Linked DNA regions of Sus scrofa: all the other regions are linked to region 2. The links are chromatin contacts, called in public Hi-C, HiChIP or PLAC-seq and promoter capture Hi-C maps. All regions are on one chromosome and are shown on one strand. Each heading gives the region's core, a stretch centred on a gene start, on an enhancer-like site or on the middle of the called end of the contact. The rest is flanking DNA. Distances are from core to core; before and after follow the strand shown.

Region 1 (2,700 bases), core at 61-2,560, 340 kb before region 2:
AGGGATGTCTGAAAGGAGAGAGAAGATTAGGGGCTGCACGGGAGCACGAGCTTGTGGAAGGAAGCAGCCAGGAAGATGAAGGCACCTCTGGGGTGTGGCTTGTCAATTCCCTTTTCACCTCAGGCAGGCATTGACGGGGAGAAGGAGCACGCCAATGCCAAGAAGATCCTGATGGAGATGGGAGAGTTCTTTCAGATTCAGGTAGGAAGGCGTGAGGCGCCAGCAGCGAACAGGCTCCGACTTTTCTTCTTGTCTCGGCGCCTCTTCATTCCTCCTTTGTCGTCTCCCCACCCACCCCAGGACGATTACCTCGACCTCTTTGGGGACCCCAGCGTGACAGGCAAGATCGGCACAGACATCCAGGACAACAAGTGCAGCTGGCTGGTGGTTCAGTGTCTGCAGCGGGCCTCTCCGGAGCAGCGCCAAATCCTGCAGGTGCCCCAGAGCGGGCTGTGGATCCCTGAGCTGCCGAAAAGGGGGATTGAGCTAGTGGTTCTGCAGTAGGGGTGATTTTGCACCACAGGGGGTGTTGGGCAATGTCAAGAGACATCTTGTTATAACTCGGTGTGTGCATGTGCCACACATCTCTCTAGTGGTTAGCAACCCAGCGGAGCTGCCAAACGTGCAGCTTCCCACACCAAGTTATCTGGCCAAAAAATTTCAGTAGTGCCAAGGGTTGAGAAATCCAGGGATAGAGGAAGCTGAGGGCTGAACCAGTCTCCTAGCATTTGGGGCGGGGAGGGAGAAGTTCACGATCCTAGATACTCGGAGACACTTGAAATTGGAGACAGCGATGGTGGGAATGGCATTGAAGATGTTCTGGAATATCCAGATGAGGGGAGTGGAGGGGACCTGGAGGTGTTGAGGGAAGGCTAACAGGCCCACTTTCCTGCCTCCAACGCTCCAGGAGAACTATGGGCAGAAGGATGCTGAGAAGGTGGCCCGGGTGAAGGCGCTGTATGAGGAGATGAATCTGCAGGCAGTGTTCCTGCAGTACGAGGAAGACAGTTACAGCCACCTGATGGGTCTCATCGAGCAGTATGCTGCGCCCCTGCCCCCGGCCATCTTCCTGGAGCTGGCACACAAGATCTACAAGAGAAGAAAGTAGCCCAGAGACTGAAGGTGGGAGGGGGGGCTCTCAATAAATTACTATCTAACCTCCGGTTCCGTTCCTGTTTTTTTGCCAGCCAGGGGCGCAGCTGTGTCCAGAATAGGCAGGGTGGAGGGTAGCTGCGTGGAAACCGGGACTGTGGGCTTTGGCTTTAGGATCTGCCCGGGATCGAATGCTCAAAGCCCTCAAAAGCAGTCGACCTGGGCCTGGGTGGGTGCCGGGCAAGACGTCAAGCGCTGGGGGCTGGGTCTCGGTCACGCCCCGCCCATGCGTGAAGGGGCGCGGCTGCGCAGCGCTGGCCGGTTGTGCCAGCGCCCCTCCCCTCCAGTCTGTGTGGGCTGGGCGGGGTCCGTGGGAGCCACAGAGGATCCCCGACGCCGCTGCGGAGCGGTTGCAGGAGGACCCTGGTGAGGATGGCCTTTGGGTGTGGCTGGAGGGATAGGGCACGTGGGGTGGGGCAGGAGAGGGGGAGCAGTGAAAAATGAATAGACAAGGGGCGGGGTGGTAGCTGGACGATGGAGACAACTGCAGAGAGAATGGAAAGACATGCAGGTTCTCGGAGCTGGATGAAGGTGCACAGCTGCTGTGGGCTGGAGCCCGGGTTCTATGCGGGCCGACCTGCCAGGCTGCGTTGACATGCTGATGGCTGCTTCGTCCTTCCCCCCACGCCCGCCCCTTTCCTGCATTAACCAGCCAGACGCGCCTCCCCCTCTCATTTCAGAGCATCTGGGCGGGGCCTCTCGGCCCCTTCTGGGAGTGAGGGGCATTCTGGGGGCAGGGCCAGATTGCAGTAGAGTGGATCCCGGGGCCATTCTCAGCCTGGCCCCATCCTTTTACAAGCCCCTGCACCTCCAAGGAGACTGAGAACGCAGCCGCATTCTCTAACCCGTCCCGCCCCATTCCCAGGAGGTTACAGTCGACTCCACCTGCAAACACTGCAGCGGATGCTAATGGCCAGTTGATGTCTGTTTGCATCTCATCTAAATATTGTTTAAGGCGCCTTTCCAGGCCTGCTCCAGCCATCAGTCACCTCAGCGTCCTTCCTGCGGCCCGCACCCTCACTGCTGGTTTCACCATCCCTGTCTTCTAGGTCTGCGTCTGCTGTTGCCAGGTAGGTGGATGTGAGAGGCCTGAGCCTCCTCATTCTCTAGAGGCTACCCCGTCGCCGCCGGCACCATGCTGTCCCCTCAGAGGGCTTTACTCTGCAACCTCAACCACATCCACCTCCAGCATGTCTCTCTGGGCCTGCACTTGTCCCGCCGTCCGGAGCTACGAGAGGGGCCCTTGAGCACATCCCCTCCCCCAGGGGACACCGGGGGTAAGGAGAGCCGAGGGCCTTGCAGCGGGACCCTGGTGGACGCCAATTCCAACAGCCCAGCCGTGCCCTGCCGATGCTGCCAGGAGCACGGGCCAGGCCTAGAAAACCGGCAGGTCCCAGCACAGGAAGAAGAGGGGGCTGCCTCTCCCTCGGACCCAGGCTGCTCCTCCTCTCTCAGCTCCTGCTCAGATTTTAGCCCGGATGAGTCCCCCATCTCAGTCTACTCCAGGGAGCTCCCTGGCAATGAGGATGTCCACCCTCAGCCCAGCAT
Region 2 (2,700 bases), core at 155-2,654:
ACAACTAATCCTTCTCGCCACGAGACACCTGGAATATGGGACCAGGGAAACGGGGAATTCATAAAATTTCAGAAAGAGGAATCCCTAGGTTACAAACTGCAGTTTCCTGAATAAAGCTAAGGCAGACTTGGACTCAATCCATAATTATAAATTATAATTATTCATATCTATAAAACACTCCGCATTTAACAGAATGCTTTCACTTACGTTATCAAAGGTGATTTGATCTTCACAATAAATCCTGTGGCACAGTGGATATTATACCTTCCAATTTCCGCAGGACAAATTTTTGGCTCAACTGGGTAGATGATTTCACAAAGATAACTAGCTGTGAGAGGGAATCCAGTAGCCTCACTCTAGCTTCTAATGCATTAATCCGGTGTCCAGGATGGTGCCTGGGACATAGTCAATGTTCAATAAATTCAATACATGTGTTTTGAATGAATGAATGACTCCTAGAACCATGTTCTTTTCCTCTTTTCAAGAAGGACAAAATGTCAAAGCTGGAAAAATACATTCAACTCTCTCACTTTACAGGTGAACCACCACCAAATATTTATGCATTTAAATAATCTACCTGACCTGATCCTGTCTGTAAACAGAATCGGATAGGATGAAAGTAACCACAACCAAAATGAATGACGAAATTGATGTAATCATGGAGATAACCTGCAGTAGTCTGACGGTAACCTGAATCACCCTAAACCTTCCGAATGCCAAGGAAGTCTCTAGAAGCTTGGAGTTTCATTTGTGTCCTGCTTTTGGATCTACAGAATACACGGATCTGTTGGTTTTCACTGCCTCTCTCCATACTTCTCTTTCTCTCTTCCTCCATCCCTCCCTCACTCTCTCTCTCAAACTTCTCTAAGCAGCCCTAAGCACTTGAAGCTTTTACAAGAGAAATATCCAACACTGATTAACTTTGGCACTCTTCATTAGTCCTTTTTTAAAACAGTTTCAATCTACACACCACAAAACCCAGCCGTTTTACTTATACAATTAAATTATTTTCACTAAATTTTCAGAACTCTGCAACCATCACCACGTTTGGTCTTTAATCAGAGTTTCTGAAGTTTAAGAAAGGTTTCAAAATATTCTTTAGTGGTCTCATAAACTTATAATAATTGCAATTGATACTGAATGTAGGCAAGATAGAATTTTGTTTTTCCAAAATCCTGGGTCCCCCTCGGCCAGAATATTCAGTTACTATATTAAGCCCAGGGAACCGGAATCACAAGATCTATAGGCTCTCATATGATAAAATACCTACCTACACTTCTTAGGCCGCAGAGTTTTCGCCTTACAGACCCACAACCCATTAGTGGGCGGGGTCTCATTCTCTGGAAATCTTGGCGAAGGGAGAGGGCCCCTCCCAGAGGTCTTCCGGAAAGGGGCGGGTCTTGCCTTCCGGAACTTTTCGGACAGAGGCGGAGCCTTCTGCCGAGGGTCGTTCGGAAGAAGGCGGGGCCTACCTCGCATCAGGACCAGTCTGGCTGCACCTGCATCCTTAGCTCAGAGCATCCCTGGAGCATCTTAAGAGGCGACCGCAGCTGGCAACCAGGGACCAGACCGTCGCAGGAGGCGTCCGCCAGATACCTTCCCCCTCCCCTGACCTAGCGCTCTGCAGCGGCGGCCTAGGTACTGACCGGAGGTTCCCAGAGTTGCCTGACCAGTGCAAACGCGTTAATAGCAATAGCCTCCGATTACGACATGGCTGAGATCACCAATATCCGACCTAGCTTTGGTAAGTAGAATCTGGCAAACTAAGCTTGGGGTAGGCGAAACCGTTGCAAAACCAAGGGAGCCCAGGGGCTGGGCAGAGAGTGAAACCAAGACCAGGACCTTCAGGTGCTATCCGCTCTAAAATCGGGCCTGTGGTGATGCGTAGTAGGCAGTGGGCAGACCTGAACTTGAGCTATGGGCTGCAGGGGCTGGGAAGGCCAGAGCCACACCGAGGTTGGGGAGGTTCGGGATGCTAAAACCTTGTATGGTGCACTGTCAGCACTGCTGGAGGTGAGAAACAGAGAGCTTGCGGAGGATGTGAACCCCTCCTTCTGGGGGAGGAGAGGTGGGGTAGGCCGAGCCCTCCCCCTTGGGGCACGCAGGGCGGTGCCCCTTCCTCCTCCTCCCACTCCTTCAGGGCTGCGGGGGAGGGAGGTGGCAAGGGGATGGGGCATCAAGATGGCAGCTTGGAGACTGTGGGCTGTGTGGCTGGGAGCCAGGGGAGGTGGCGGCCTCTGGGGAGAGAAGGGTGCGGGGGTGGAGAGCCAAAAGCAAGCCACTCCTTAAGCCGGTCAGCTGGATGCTGGGGCTAGGAGAAAACGTGAGCCCTGCAATTTCTATTCTGCATCGTAATGGTGGGGTCCTCCTATGCTACCAAATGGCGCTTGGCGCTGCTGGGCTAGGGGATGACGTGATGTCTATTTCTGGGCCTCCTGGCAGCGCCTAGGCTCTTCTTCCCGGGCCTTTGTTCCCTGTTTCCCTAGACTGGTTTTTCAAAAAGGGGGACTCACCCGCTCTGGTGCTGGCGGGGGCCTGATCCAGGCCGGAGGGGGAGGGGCGAAAAAGGCTGAGCCCTGGGGAGGCCGCTTTGTGTACCAGAGAAAGCATTACGTCATCTCGGAGCCGCTGGTCCCCGACCCAGCCCTACGGGCTCGGAGATCAGTTACGCTCCCTGGAGCAGCGAGTGGGGTGGAAAAT
Region 3 (2,700 bases), core at 88-2,587, 400 kb after region 2:
TTTTGAGTTCTGATTCCCCATACCCTTACCCTGAGGGCCAAGCTGCCATTGGCAAAAGCCCCGGTAGGGTCGTGAATGGGGTGGCCTCGAAATGTGGCACTCAGGGTGGCAGGATCCAATGAATCAGTGATGTTGTTCCAAGAGAACTCAGCCAAGGAATACGGAGGATACGATTTTCTTGGAGGCTTTGTCACTGCATCGGATGTGTTGGTGCTGTCAAATTCAAACAGCTGGCGGGTGGGGGTGAGGAGGGACTGGGCTTGCCAGAGTCCAGGTTTCTCCTGAGTCACCACCCCCCAAGTCACTGCCCCCCACCCCCGGCTCTCATACCTCTATTTCATCTACCCCCAGTCTTCAGTTTCTCTAACTCAAATGAAGTCTCTCCTCTGTACTGATTCCCTTCGGTTTCCCCCAACCTCCTCACCCTGGTAAAGACAACGGCAGAAGAAAATTGGATGCTGTCTTTGGGGAGCACCATCAAGCTCCCTTCAGGGTCAGAGGAGATCAGGAGGCTCCAGTTCACACGCAGGGTGCTGTGGGGGGTATTGGTGGCCACTAGTAGCACTGCTGGGGGCCCTAGGCTGCTCCACACATAGTGCAGTGTGGAGTTGGTACCCACTGCATGGATATGAAGCAGGTTCTGGGGAGGGTCCAGCCCGTCAGAGATGACCTCCAGAGACACCTAGAACATGGAGTAGTGGGAGGGTCAAGGGAACAGGATCAGGGAGAGACACAGGGCAGATGTTTGGGGACAGGGAAGGGGGCTTGGGAAATGATGGGGAAACGGTGGGACCTTGGGGCCTAGGCAAGAGCAATGCTTGTGGGAGCTAAGAGATTCCTGCTGTAAGGAGAGGTGGGTAGAGAAAACGGCCTTGACTCTAGTGGAGAGATAAGGACACAGGGCTGAGAGAAGAAAAAAAAAAAAAAAATCCAATACTTGCCTGGATCTGGCTTACTCAGGGCTAAGTCAGAGTTCAGATTTCCCGGGAAGACAGGAAGCCCTCATACATCCTACTTCTCAATTCTGTCCCATGATCCATGGCTGTCCCCACCCCCAGGGTTGAAGAAACTCTTCTCAATGCAAGCACCCTCCACCCCCACCTCTCGGTTATCCTAGATTCCAACCACCCTTCAAGGCAGCACATCCTGAAACAGGATTGCTCTAGTCCCTCACCTGGCGGGTTTCCTCCCCCAGCAGGCCAAAAGGAGCTGCTGTCAGAAGTAGACTCAGGAGGAGCACGGGGCTGGGGACATAGTGCCCCCAACCCCGGCAGGGCTCCTCACAGCTACCCATGCAGTTCTAACTTCAGAGGGCGGAAGAGACGCTGGGTCATATGACTCAGAGATTCAGCTGATCTCTTTAAAGGGCGGGGCCATCACAGCAGTTCTTAAAGAGACCGCCTCCCTTAACTCAGATTTAGGCTTGCGTGAGAATAGAATCAGAAAGGTTAAGCGGAGAGTTCTCTGATGGCCTAGCGCGTTGAGAATCCTATGTTCTCACTGCTGTGGCTCTGGTTGCTGCTGTGCGGCGTAGGTTCGATCCCTGGCCCAGGAATTTCCGCACACTGACCGTGTGGCAAAAAAGGGAAAAAAAAAAAAAAGTTAAGCATTGTTCATCATCCCCAACTGAGCTGGCAAGCAAGTCATCCTGGCCTAGATTGGCAGACATATTCCCAAATATTCCCAACCTCTCCTACCCAACTGTCCCACTAAACTAAGCTGTAAGTGGGCATGTTGTCTGGATTCAAGATTCAAATGGAATCTGCAAAACGACTCTGAGGCAGGGAAGGCACAGAGGAAATTTGAAGGAATGTGGGGCGGTGGGGGCAGGGGATAGCACACCTCAGAGGGAACTTTTTGTCAATTATTACTATTTACTGAGTTTCCAGGTATGCACATTCTTGTCTGGAAGAGCTCACAATTTTATGGTTGAGAAAAGAAACTTCAGAAAATAGAAAATGAAAGCAGTATTTTTCAAAGGGAGTTGATGTCTGGCTAAACAAATGCTTTTTTTTTTTTTTGTCTTTTTGCCATTTCTTGGGCCACTCCAGCGGCATATGGGAGGTTCCCAGGCTAGGGGTCAAATCAGAGCTGTAGCTGCCGGCCTATGCCAGAGCCACAGCAGCGCAGGATCCAAGCTGAGTCTGCAACCTACACCACAGCTCACAGTCGGATTGTTAACCCACTGAGCAGGGGCAGGGATCGAACCCGCAACCTCATGGTTCCTAGTCAGATTCGTTAACCACTGCGCCACGATGGGAACTCCTGAATGCACTTTTTTTTTTTTTTTTTGTCTTTTGCCTTTTTGTTGTTGTTGTTGTTGTTATTGTTGCTACTTCTTGGGCCGCTCCCGCGGCATATGGAGGTTCCCAGGCTAGGGGTTGAATCGGAGCTGTAGCCACTGGCCTACGCCAGAGCCACACCAACGCGGGATCCGAGCCACGTCTGCAACCTACACCACAGCTCACAGCAACGCCGGATCGTTAACCCACTGAGCAAGGGCAGGGATCGAACCCACAACCTCATGGTTCCTAGTCGGATTCGTTAACCACTGCGCCACGACGGGAACTCCACTGAATGCACTTTTTGATTTGGGTTTTTTTTTTTAGCCTAATCCTAAAATTATTTGACTAAAAATAAATGCACATGGTATAATATTCGTAAGGTACCAAAGGATTATCACCCCTTCTCCTCTGCAAC
Region 4 (2,700 bases), core at 148-2,647, 410 kb before region 2:
CCTCAGCCAGAACTCAAAGCATTCATCTACTGGACCTACCTCCTTAAAATGGACCTAAGCGATGCAGCTCGGATCCTCTGTTGGCTGTGGCTCTGGCATAGGCTGGCGGCTACAGCTCCGATTAGACCCCTAGCCTGGGAACCTCCATATGCCGTGGGAGCGGCCAAAGAAATGGCAAAAAGACAAAAAAAACAAAACAAAACAAAACAAAAAAACTGCCCTGAGCTGCTGCAGTGACAACACCAGATCCTTAACCTGCTGCAGCTGCAGCACGGGAGAGCTCCAGCTACCTCCTTAACTTCTGAAAACTCTTAGCATTTTCCATTCCCACGAGATAAACAGGTCTAGTCACTTTCGTTTCTTGCTTTCGAATTGTACACCTAAGCATAGATCGTTTTCTCCTCAACTCCAAACAGCCCCATCCCTTTTCATCTCTAAAGAAGCCTCCCTAGACAGAGCCTTGGTTCAGGCACTAAGAGACTCCAGGTTCTTTCTCCCAGGACCGATATTTAGAGCTCAAACCACATGGATCTTTGGTCTTGGTGTCTTTAGAAGGTTCAGACATCCCATGGAAGACTGGCTTCTCAGGGAGCTAAGATCACCCTGCTTCTTCCTTCCTTCGCGTGCAAACAAGTCCACTGTACCCCAACAGAGTGGACTTGTTGGCATACCCTAATCTTCCTGGCCCTCCTGTGCTCTTCAGAATCTCACCTCCCGGGTCTCAAAAGGGTTGTAGACGTCAAGCGTGGCATACTGCGGGCTGGGTCGGTGCTGGATCACAGCTGGGTCCTGTGGGCAGAGATCTGGGGCTCAGCTGGCACCTGGTGCCTCTGGAGGAACTCACAGGAGCCTCTTCTCAATTGCCTGTGGCTGCAAGGACTGCAGCTTGGAGGCCACGTTGTTGTCCCAGTATCTGCTCCCAATCCTTCACCCCACACTGCCAGTACCAGCTCCTTATCGGGGGCAGGGCCCGCCCCCCAGGTGCTCACTGATCGTCACTCCCACGTGGCGGCCCTTGCTCAGATCAAATGTCAAGAATGGGAATACAAGTTAGCCCGACCCTCTAGAACCGAGAAGTCCCCCAGGATGCCCCAAGGAGGCCGGCGCAAGTCACCTGAAAGGGGTTGTCAAGCTCGCCGGGCTCGGCGAAGGGGTTTCCACCATCTCTGCTTTGAGCCATGTTTGCAACCGCGGCCCGGGCCGCCCCCTGCCCTCCACGCCCCTGCCGCGGCAGTGGCGGCGGCCGTGGCTCTCAAGAGCTCCCTCCGCTCCGCTCCTCTCGGTCCGCCCCGCTTCTCTGTGCACGGATTGGCTGTACCGACCGGAAGGGTCACAAGGATCCCCGCAGCAGCCGCGAGTTGCGCCTGCGTCTCGGCTAAAAGCAAAGAAGGAAGTGCCCCACGTGACAACTCTCGTTGCCGGTAGCCAAGTACCGCCCCTACGTCATGTGACGTCCCTCAACTAATGAACTACACCTCCCAGCGGGCCTAGCGTCAGAACCTGAGTCTATCCTAGCCTTGGGAGAGTTGCGACGGGAGACCTACCCGCCGGTGGTGGTGGAGGTGGCGGCGGCCGCCTGCCAGGAGCTCTATTGAGTAAGTTTTAAATCTGGATTTCTGGCTCTATCCTGGGGCCCGGCCTAACAGCTATAGTAATCGGAACTTCTTTCCCAACTCGTCATTCCAGATCAAAGTGCTTCATTAGCCCTTCATTCTAACCAAGAAATCTTACCTTACTCATTACTACTCTCCTGAGACAGACTGGGCAGATAAACTGGCAGCCTATGATTAATGTCGCAGGGTAAGATGGGACTCCCTTTGTTGACAATCCCTCCACCCCAGCATCCCCCCAAACCTCAAACTCCAGGGAGGGGGGTCCGATGAAGCACGTCATTTTATTTCACAAAGACTGTACAAAATTCCTTATAAAACATGGGATTGATGCCACCTGGTTACCTCATTCTGCCCCCATCCAACTCAACTGTGAAGGGGCAGGTGAGGGCGGGAAGAGTGTGAGATGGGACAGCATTATGTACAAGGCAGGGGTTGAAGCAATAGGTATTAAGTTCTTTCATATTTACACTATTTCACATATTCACAGGTACACACGGAGCCAGGAGGAAGGAGTGGGCTCCGGTTCTGTTCTCTTGTATAAAAAAGCACCAGTGTCCTGGACTGGACACCCACTGCTGTCAGAAACGCAGGGGGGCCCAGGGCCTGATCGTCACCGACTGATATCCCGACTGGAGTCCCACAACTTGGCGTTAGGTGGCTCAGCCCGAAGGCGGGCGAAGAAAGGGTGCTGAAGGGCTTCACCCAAGGTCAGCCGCTTAGCAGGTTCATATTCTAGCATGCTTTCAATCAGATCGAAGAGCTGGTGGTGTTCTTCTGCCTCTGAGGTCAGATACCGCTGGTGGTGGAGGGCAGGAAAAAGGTGAGGCACGATGCCTTACAAACCCTGCCTTCTTCTTCAAGGCCCTGGCTTCCAATCCTGGAGGACCAAGGCTCTGCGGACAACCGTTACGAATGCTACCTAACCATGACCACACTGTAACCATTTCTGATGTTCTACCTTCCCACTAGCACCATTATTCCTTCATACTTTTTGAAAGTTCTACTTGTATATCCTTGTCAACTTCAGGAATCTTCTTTAGCTCCTCATTAAAAAGTAAGCTCTTCAAAGGTAGTTTATGCTTTTCTG
Region 5 (2,866 bases), core at 12-2,511, 450 kb before region 2:
CAGGAGAGGGGGGCGGAGGGACTGGAGGGGGGGGCCGGCAGGCGGTGAGGGGGGGCTGAAACAAAGAGCTGCCAATCACCCTGGAGGCATCCTCAGCTCCGGGAACCAGGGGCACTGAGGAAGAGTCCTGGAGGCCTCCTTGCCTCGCGCCTCTCCCTAATGGTGCTCTCCCCCAGGTGCCTCCCTCTCCCCTGCATCTCGCTCTTGGGGGTTGCTACCGAATGCTACTGTCTTCTGGAAGCCACAGTTGGGGAAGGCAGGCAACTTTGGCAGGGGCAGTGCCAGACAGTGAGCATTATTCCACAGCTGGTACGAGAGAATTCCAAGGGAGTGGCTGAAACTAGCTTGCTATAGTGCCCAGGGGATGCCCACATGGCATGACGTTTGCTCCTCCGACAGAGCAAGTGCTCTTTATTAGGGTGATGGTCCCATGCCTTGTCCCTGTGCTTCCACTTTCCTTCATTACTAGGAAAACCTGGGAGTCTAGAAGAGTCTGGTGGAAACTGGAGGGAAAGTCTACAACAGTGGTCAGTGAGGCTGGAGTGAAGAAATAGGGAAAGGGACGCCAAGGACAGGAGGAGACCAGAGGACAGGCCAGGGGCCGGGGGGCAGACTGAGAACACTTGGGGGTACAGGCAGACAGGCCACGACCCGGATGAAACGGAGGGGCGCCTCGGTTCCCGTTGCCAAGGCAACAGTCCCAGAGCCCCACCTCCCCTCCCCCCACCCAGGCCCCAGCCCGGCCTAGCTTCGGCCTCCGCCACCGCCCCTGTTTTGTTTCCATGGCGACAGGAGGCGCGGGGCCGGCTCCAAACATAACGCGCTGTGGAAAACATGCGGCTCGGGGGACCCCCCCCGCAGCCCCCGCTCGGGGCCGAGCCCTGAGGGGGCCCGAAGCAGCCCAGACCTCTTGCAGATCTGTGAGGGCACCCAGAGCCTGCCCAGGAGCCCAAAGCCCCCTTCTGGGCCCGCTGAGCCTTCAGAGGCTCGGGGCTCCCCTCGGCCAAGGCTCCGGGACTCTCTTAGGCGCGCCGGGATGAAAGCCCTTCCCCCCTTCGCGAGCCGCCTGTGGATCGGACCGCTGCCGCCCTCCCCCGAAGCCTTCGGTTCCGCCCCACGCCGTCAGGCCGCCTTCTGGGCTGGGATAAGCAGCGCCTTCCCGAGGGCCTCCCCCCAGCTCCCCACTGTGAACAGTCGTAGGGGCGGGGGGCGGATCCGCGCGGAGGAGGGCTGAAGCGCAGGGGGAGGTGCTTCCGGGACAAAGGGCGGGCAAGATGGCGGCGCCCATGGAGCTGTTCTGCTGGTCAGGGGGCTGGGGGCTGCCGTCCGTGGACCTGGACAGTCTGGCCGTGCTGGTGAGGGGTGGCGCCAGCGCCCTCTGCTGCGCCCTGGAGGACTGGGGAGGGGGCTCGGACTAGCCAATCACCGGATTTTGCCAGGGCGCCTCAGCACGGGCGCATTGGGGGAAACTGAGGCAATCAAAGAGCGTGCCTGGCCAGTATGGACTCACATACCGTGTCCTTTGCCATTAGCAGCCTAGTTTTTGTTTGGCAATGGAACGGGTGCTGGTCAGAGGTTCAGGAGATGAGTTTTAGTTCTCGCATGTCCATTTATTGGCTGTGTGACCTTGGAGCGATCCCTTCTCTCTGGGCGCTGTTTTCTTCATCCGCTTGTTTACTGAGGCTGGACGATCTCAGAGTTCTCCGACTCCGCAGGTCTCTGCCTTCTCAACCTCCCTCCCTCCTCCTCCTCATTCAACAGCACTGACTGAGGTTATTGTTCATTGAACCAAAAAGCCCACAGCCAGGCTCTGTAGATAGAGCTTTGGAGTCAGACTAGTTCACTCATTCATTCACTCTTTCATTTAATAAGCATGTATTAGGCATCTTACAAATACCAAACATTGGCATGCAAAGATAAATAGCATGTGGTCCCTCCCCTGGTGGTGTTTACAGAAAGGTAGACATGTCAGCAAATAAGTGTAATAAAATGTTCTGGTGCTAAGTTATAAGTATGAACAGTCCATAGAGACTCCAAAGAAAGGCATGGTCAGTGCTTCCAAATGAGGTTAAGTGTTCACCGGGAAATGGCAGGAAAGAAGGTAGAGGAAAGGATTTTTCTGGCTGACTTGTAATCATGGACATGTCCATCATCTCTCTGAGCCCTGTGTTACCCACTGTAAAATGGGAACATAGGAGTTCCCGTTTGGCGGAGTGGTTAATGAATCCGACTAGGAACCATGAGGTTGTGGGTTCGATCCCTGGCCTCACTCAGTGGGTTAAGGATCCGGTGTTGCCGTGAGCTGTAGGTTGTCGACACAGCTCGGATCCCGAGTTGCTGTGGCTCTGGTGTAGGCCGGCGGCTACAGCTCCGATTTGACCCCTAGCCTGGGAACCTCCAGATGCCGAGGGAGCAGCCCAAGAAATGGCAGAAAGACAAAAAAAAAAAAAAAAGAACATAATGTCAACTTTTTTTTTTTTTTTTTTGGTAAGGCAATTATGAAGCATAGGGCATAACACAAAAGGTATTCAATAAATGTTATTTCTTTTCTTGATTCCCCTGTGGGGGCCATGTCCCTGGCCTCTCTGCCTTCTGCTTCCTTCCCTGCAGACCTATGCCAGATTTACTGGTGCCCCACTCAAGGTGCACAAGATCACCAACCCCTGGCGGAGCCCTTCAGGTATCCAGTGTCCCTGGGTGGCGGTGGGGGTGGTGAGGAAGGGAATGTACAAGGGGAAGAGCAGGAGACAGACAGGGATGTGGTGCAATAATATATGGATAAGCAGTTAAGGATCTGGTGGCCATACTTCTTTGTCAATGTCAGGAACTCTGCCTGCCCTTCGGACCAGTCAAGGAGAAGTCATCT
Region 6 (2,700 bases), core at 119-2,618, 430 kb after region 2:
AATGCCTCAGGAACCCACTGACCATCAGTAAGTGTGACCTACATGTTTTAATAGGAAGTCTAATAGGTTAGGGCCGCTAATGCAAGGGATTAACTCCGACCTCAAAAGAGCTGAACAACGCACTACTCACCTTAGGGCCCTCTCAATGGCTATACCTGAATCAAAAGAATGTTTATTTCACTCCTCTCTCCAAATTATACTTCCCTACAGTTTGTTGTAAAATTTCCCACCCATCAAACCTAAACATTCATTCACAGTTCTCAGGATTTAGATTCCTATTTCAGGCACTGATAACCAAAATCCTGCATGGACCTTTCTGATTGGATTCATCAGAAAAAAATTGGTTTTTTTTTCTGGGTTAAGTGGATTCTTGTTTGCAAACAGTTATTTTCCAGGTATACAGAAAATCGATAGCATTCTACACGCATAAGAGAGGGACGGAAAATGACTAATAAGGCTGAGATTACACAGAACAGAAACATACCCGAGGAAGACAACAGAAATGCGACTCATTCCCCATAGGTAAAGAGACCCAATGGAAAAATGTGGGAAAACTCAGTTGGTAAGTGGGAAAGATTACCACGGAGGGGATATCAAGGGAATAACTACATCTAAGATAAACCAGTGAGGAAGGTAGGGTTACTTGAGGAACAGAAGTTGCAGAATGGAAATTCAAGAGGACAATTACTGAAAATACAAATAACCAAGGCTACCACTCGCTCTTTTAAGCAATTGTCTCTACTTATCTCACTTGAGTCACAATCTTACGGGAAAATAGTTAATCCTAATAATAAAGATGGAAACGTTTCAATCAAACAACGTGGCTGACGCCACACCACTACTAAGGGATGGGCCAAGGTTAAAATGCTAGGCCAAACTTAAAAGCCGTTAGTCACAAAACTGCACACTGAAAATCACTCAAAGAAGGTTGCAAGGGCGGGGGTTGGAGGTGAAGAACAGAATGCCGAGTGGGAAGCATCTTCCCGAGGCCAGAGCCCGGAAAAATGAGGCTCGAGAGAGAAAGGTCAGTTTGCGTTTGTGTAGACATGGGAATACGTTAAGGGTAGACAGGAAAGCAGAAGGGGCTTCCAAAATGAACGACTGGAAGGCTCAGGGGCCGGACCAGGGCGGGACTGGGCTGAGGCAAGGCTGTAAAGTGCCGAAAGAGGGAGATGAAGAGGGGGTCCCTTCCCCAGCTTTCCCAAAACTCACTAAGCACGAGCACCGGACGATGGCCCATCATGGCGGCGCGATGCAGAGCCGGGTACCCAAAGCAGGGGGAACCGGCAGAACCTTCTGGAGAGAGAGAACCAGCGAGAAGCCCAGAAAACGCTGCCTCCTCAGGGCTTACACCCAACCCCGCTACCCTCCCGGGCGCCCCCAATCACCGCACCCATCTCACTGACCGGCACGGAAACAGGCCAATTGACATTCTTAGCCCCGCCCCCTACGCAAGAACGCGGGGCAAGCTAGGTAGAGAGAGCACGGTGATGGCAATGAGAGGGCAGAGGCGCTTGCGCAATGGGGTGGCCGCTCCCGGCCGCGTGCGGCGCGAACCTTGGCGCAAGCGCCAAGGATCGGGTAGTTGGCCGGAACGCCACTGCGCATGTGTGTCAACTATAAGGGTGGGTGCTGGGGTAGAGGCTTTCCATTAACACCGCAGGTGAGGTCATTAAACTCATGCGTCTCGACTCCTTTCGGACGCCAAGGTGGAGAATGACTTGACAGTTTCCATGCTTTCGTTCCAGCTTTGGCTACGGGGAGGACTAGAAGGGGCGGGACCTAAACCGGCAGTTGAGAGAACACCTGGCCCCTTTGATGCGGGGTGGAATGGGAGTTGTAGTCCGATCAGACTGAGCTGGGCGGTAACTAGCCTTCTGGGCACGCTGGGAGTTGTGGTTTACTGCCTCTGACTCGTTCCTATGCATGGACCTTTCCCTCTTAGGCAAATACTATCTATTGAGGCCGTGAATGGTACCTGAGAGTGCTGGCTTACCGACCCCTCGAGTTATCCTATGTAAAACATTTTCTCAAGTGTTTTCCTCTAGTGCTCTCAGATTTTCTTTATCCGTGTCCATTCTTTCCCCTGCCCTCCTCATGCCCTCAGCTACTGGTCCATTAGAGATGTTGGAGAACCAGAGTTTTTAAGTTACCTTACAGGATAGGAAAAGGGCTGATCCCGCAGAAATCAAAACTAGGGGAGAACACAGTATTTGCCCACATTTTTAGGAGACGCTTAAAGTTTGGGCGTAGTTAAAGTACTGTTTTGTCCAGAGAAAAGAAACATTACTAGAAACAGTTTTTTGTTTTGTTTTGTTTTTTAGTGAAAGGATGAGAGCACGAACAATTCAAGAACAGTTACTTATGTTTGGCCATAAAATAGAACAGTACACACCCTTTCATACTTTTTCCTTCCCAAACTGGAGCAGCCTGATATGTGCTGGGGAGAACTTATATGAAATTGTTAATAGTAAAATAATAGCATGGGTTGTTGGTCATGTGATGTTGTGATTCTTTCCCAGGCACCACACCTGTAGGTGTTCAGATGGAGCAGCATTCTAGTCATCCTACTAACAGAAGAGGTGTGTGTCAGAGGCCCTGCTTCCTTTCCCTTAAAACCAGACTTTGATTGGAGTTCCCGTCGTGGCTCAGCAGAAACGAACAAATCTGATTAGTATCCATGAGGACACAGGTTCGATC

What was found. Promoter capture Hi-C pulls out the DNA fragments that hold promoters and counts their contacts. Hi-C and Micro-C count contacts between places; a contact is called where the count stands out from the background. HiChIP or PLAC-seq counts read pairs in DNA pulled down with a chosen protein or histone mark.
Region 1: an H3K27ac HiChIP or PLAC-seq map of alveolar macrophages shows a contact between it and region 2. The contact joins the promoter of RUSC1 here to the promoter of SYT11 in region 2. A contact is called at or near these places in 2 of 5 promoter capture datasets (fetal liver and liver), 2 of 47 Hi-C or Micro-C datasets (heart right ventricle and liver) and 2 of 2 datasets of contacts at active chromatin or transcription factors (alveolar macrophages and skeletal muscle).
Region 3: a promoter capture Hi-C map of fetal skeletal muscle shows a contact between it and region 2, with 5 times the contacts expected there. The contact joins the promoter of GLMP here to the promoter of SYT11 in region 2. A contact is called at or near these places in 1 of 5 promoter capture datasets (fetal skeletal muscle), 1 of 47 Hi-C or Micro-C datasets (skeletal muscle) and 1 of 2 datasets of contacts at active chromatin or transcription factors (alveolar macrophages).
Region 4: a Hi-C map of liver shows a contact between it and region 2, with 7 times the contacts expected there. The contact joins the promoter of SCAMP3 here to the promoter of SYT11 in region 2. A contact is called at or near these places in 1 of 5 promoter capture datasets (liver), 3 of 47 Hi-C or Micro-C datasets (heart right ventricle, liver and skeletal muscle) and 1 of 2 datasets of contacts at active chromatin or transcription factors (alveolar macrophages).
Region 5: a Hi-C map of liver shows a contact between it and region 2, with 4 times the contacts expected there. The contact joins the promoter of MTX1 here to the promoter of SYT11 in region 2. A contact is called at or near these places in 2 of 5 promoter capture datasets (fetal liver and fetal skeletal muscle), 2 of 47 Hi-C or Micro-C datasets (liver and retroperitoneal adipose tissue) and 1 of 2 datasets of contacts at active chromatin or transcription factors (skeletal muscle).
Region 6: a Hi-C map of liver shows a contact between it and region 2, with 9 times the contacts expected there. The contact joins the promoter of CCT3 here to the promoter of SYT11 in region 2. A contact is called at or near these places in 2 of 47 Hi-C or Micro-C datasets (heart right ventricle and liver).

What each region holds. Positions count from the first base shown.
Region 1 is chr4:94,498,603-94,501,302 of Sscrofa11.1, reverse strand. RUSC1 (RUN and SH3 domain-containing protein 1) reads left to right here and starts at 1,310. Exons shown (of 12, transcript XM_013997003.2): 1 at 1,310-1,518; 2 at 2,202-2,700. The coding sequence starts at 2,288. It overlaps FDPS (farnesyl diphosphate synthase), which reads left to right. Exons shown (of 10, transcript NM_001185131.1): 8 at 124-201; 9 at 301-435; 10 at 908-1,108. The coding sequence ends at 1,108.
Region 2 is chr4:94,161,795-94,164,494 of Sscrofa11.1, reverse strand. It overlaps SYT11 (synaptotagmin-11), which reads left to right and starts at 1,404. Exons shown (of 4, transcript XM_001928804.6): 1 at 1,404-1,744. The coding sequence starts at 1,711. It overlaps GON4L (GON-4-like protein), which reads right to left and starts at 2,608. Exons shown (of 34, transcript XM_021089699.1): 1 at 2,514-2,608.
Region 3 is chr4:93,757,576-93,760,275 of Sscrofa11.1, reverse strand. It overlaps GLMP (glycosylated lysosomal membrane protein), which reads right to left and starts at 1,337. Exons shown (of 5, transcript XM_005663295.3): 1 at 1,175-1,337; 2 at 30-230. The coding sequence starts at 1,294.
Region 4 is chr4:94,569,260-94,571,959 of Sscrofa11.1, reverse strand. SCAMP3 (secretory carrier membrane protein 3) reads right to left here and starts at 1,397. Exons shown (of 9, transcript NM_001185169.1): 1 at 1,115-1,397; 2 at 712-789. The coding sequence starts at 1,180. CLK2 (dual specificity protein kinase CLK2) reads right to left here. Exons shown (of 12, transcript XM_021089727.1): 12 at 1,876-2,409. The coding sequence ends at 2,224.
Region 5 is chr4:94,609,834-94,612,699 of Sscrofa11.1, reverse strand. MTX1 (metaxin 1) reads left to right here and starts at 1,261. Exons shown (of 8, transcript NM_001039750.1): 1 at 1,261-1,355; 2 at 2,611-2,680; 3 at 2,825-2,866. The coding sequence starts at 1,275.
Region 6 is chr4:93,732,635-93,735,334 of Sscrofa11.1, reverse strand. CCT3 (chaperonin containing TCP1 subunit 3) reads right to left here and starts at 1,368. Exons shown (of 14, transcript NM_001244180.1): 1 at 1,213-1,368. The coding sequence starts at 1,243. TSACC (TSSK6-activating co-chaperone protein) reads left to right here and starts at 306. Exons shown (of 4, transcript XM_013996980.2): 1 at 306-1,024; 2 at 2,523-2,582. The coding sequence starts at 2,546.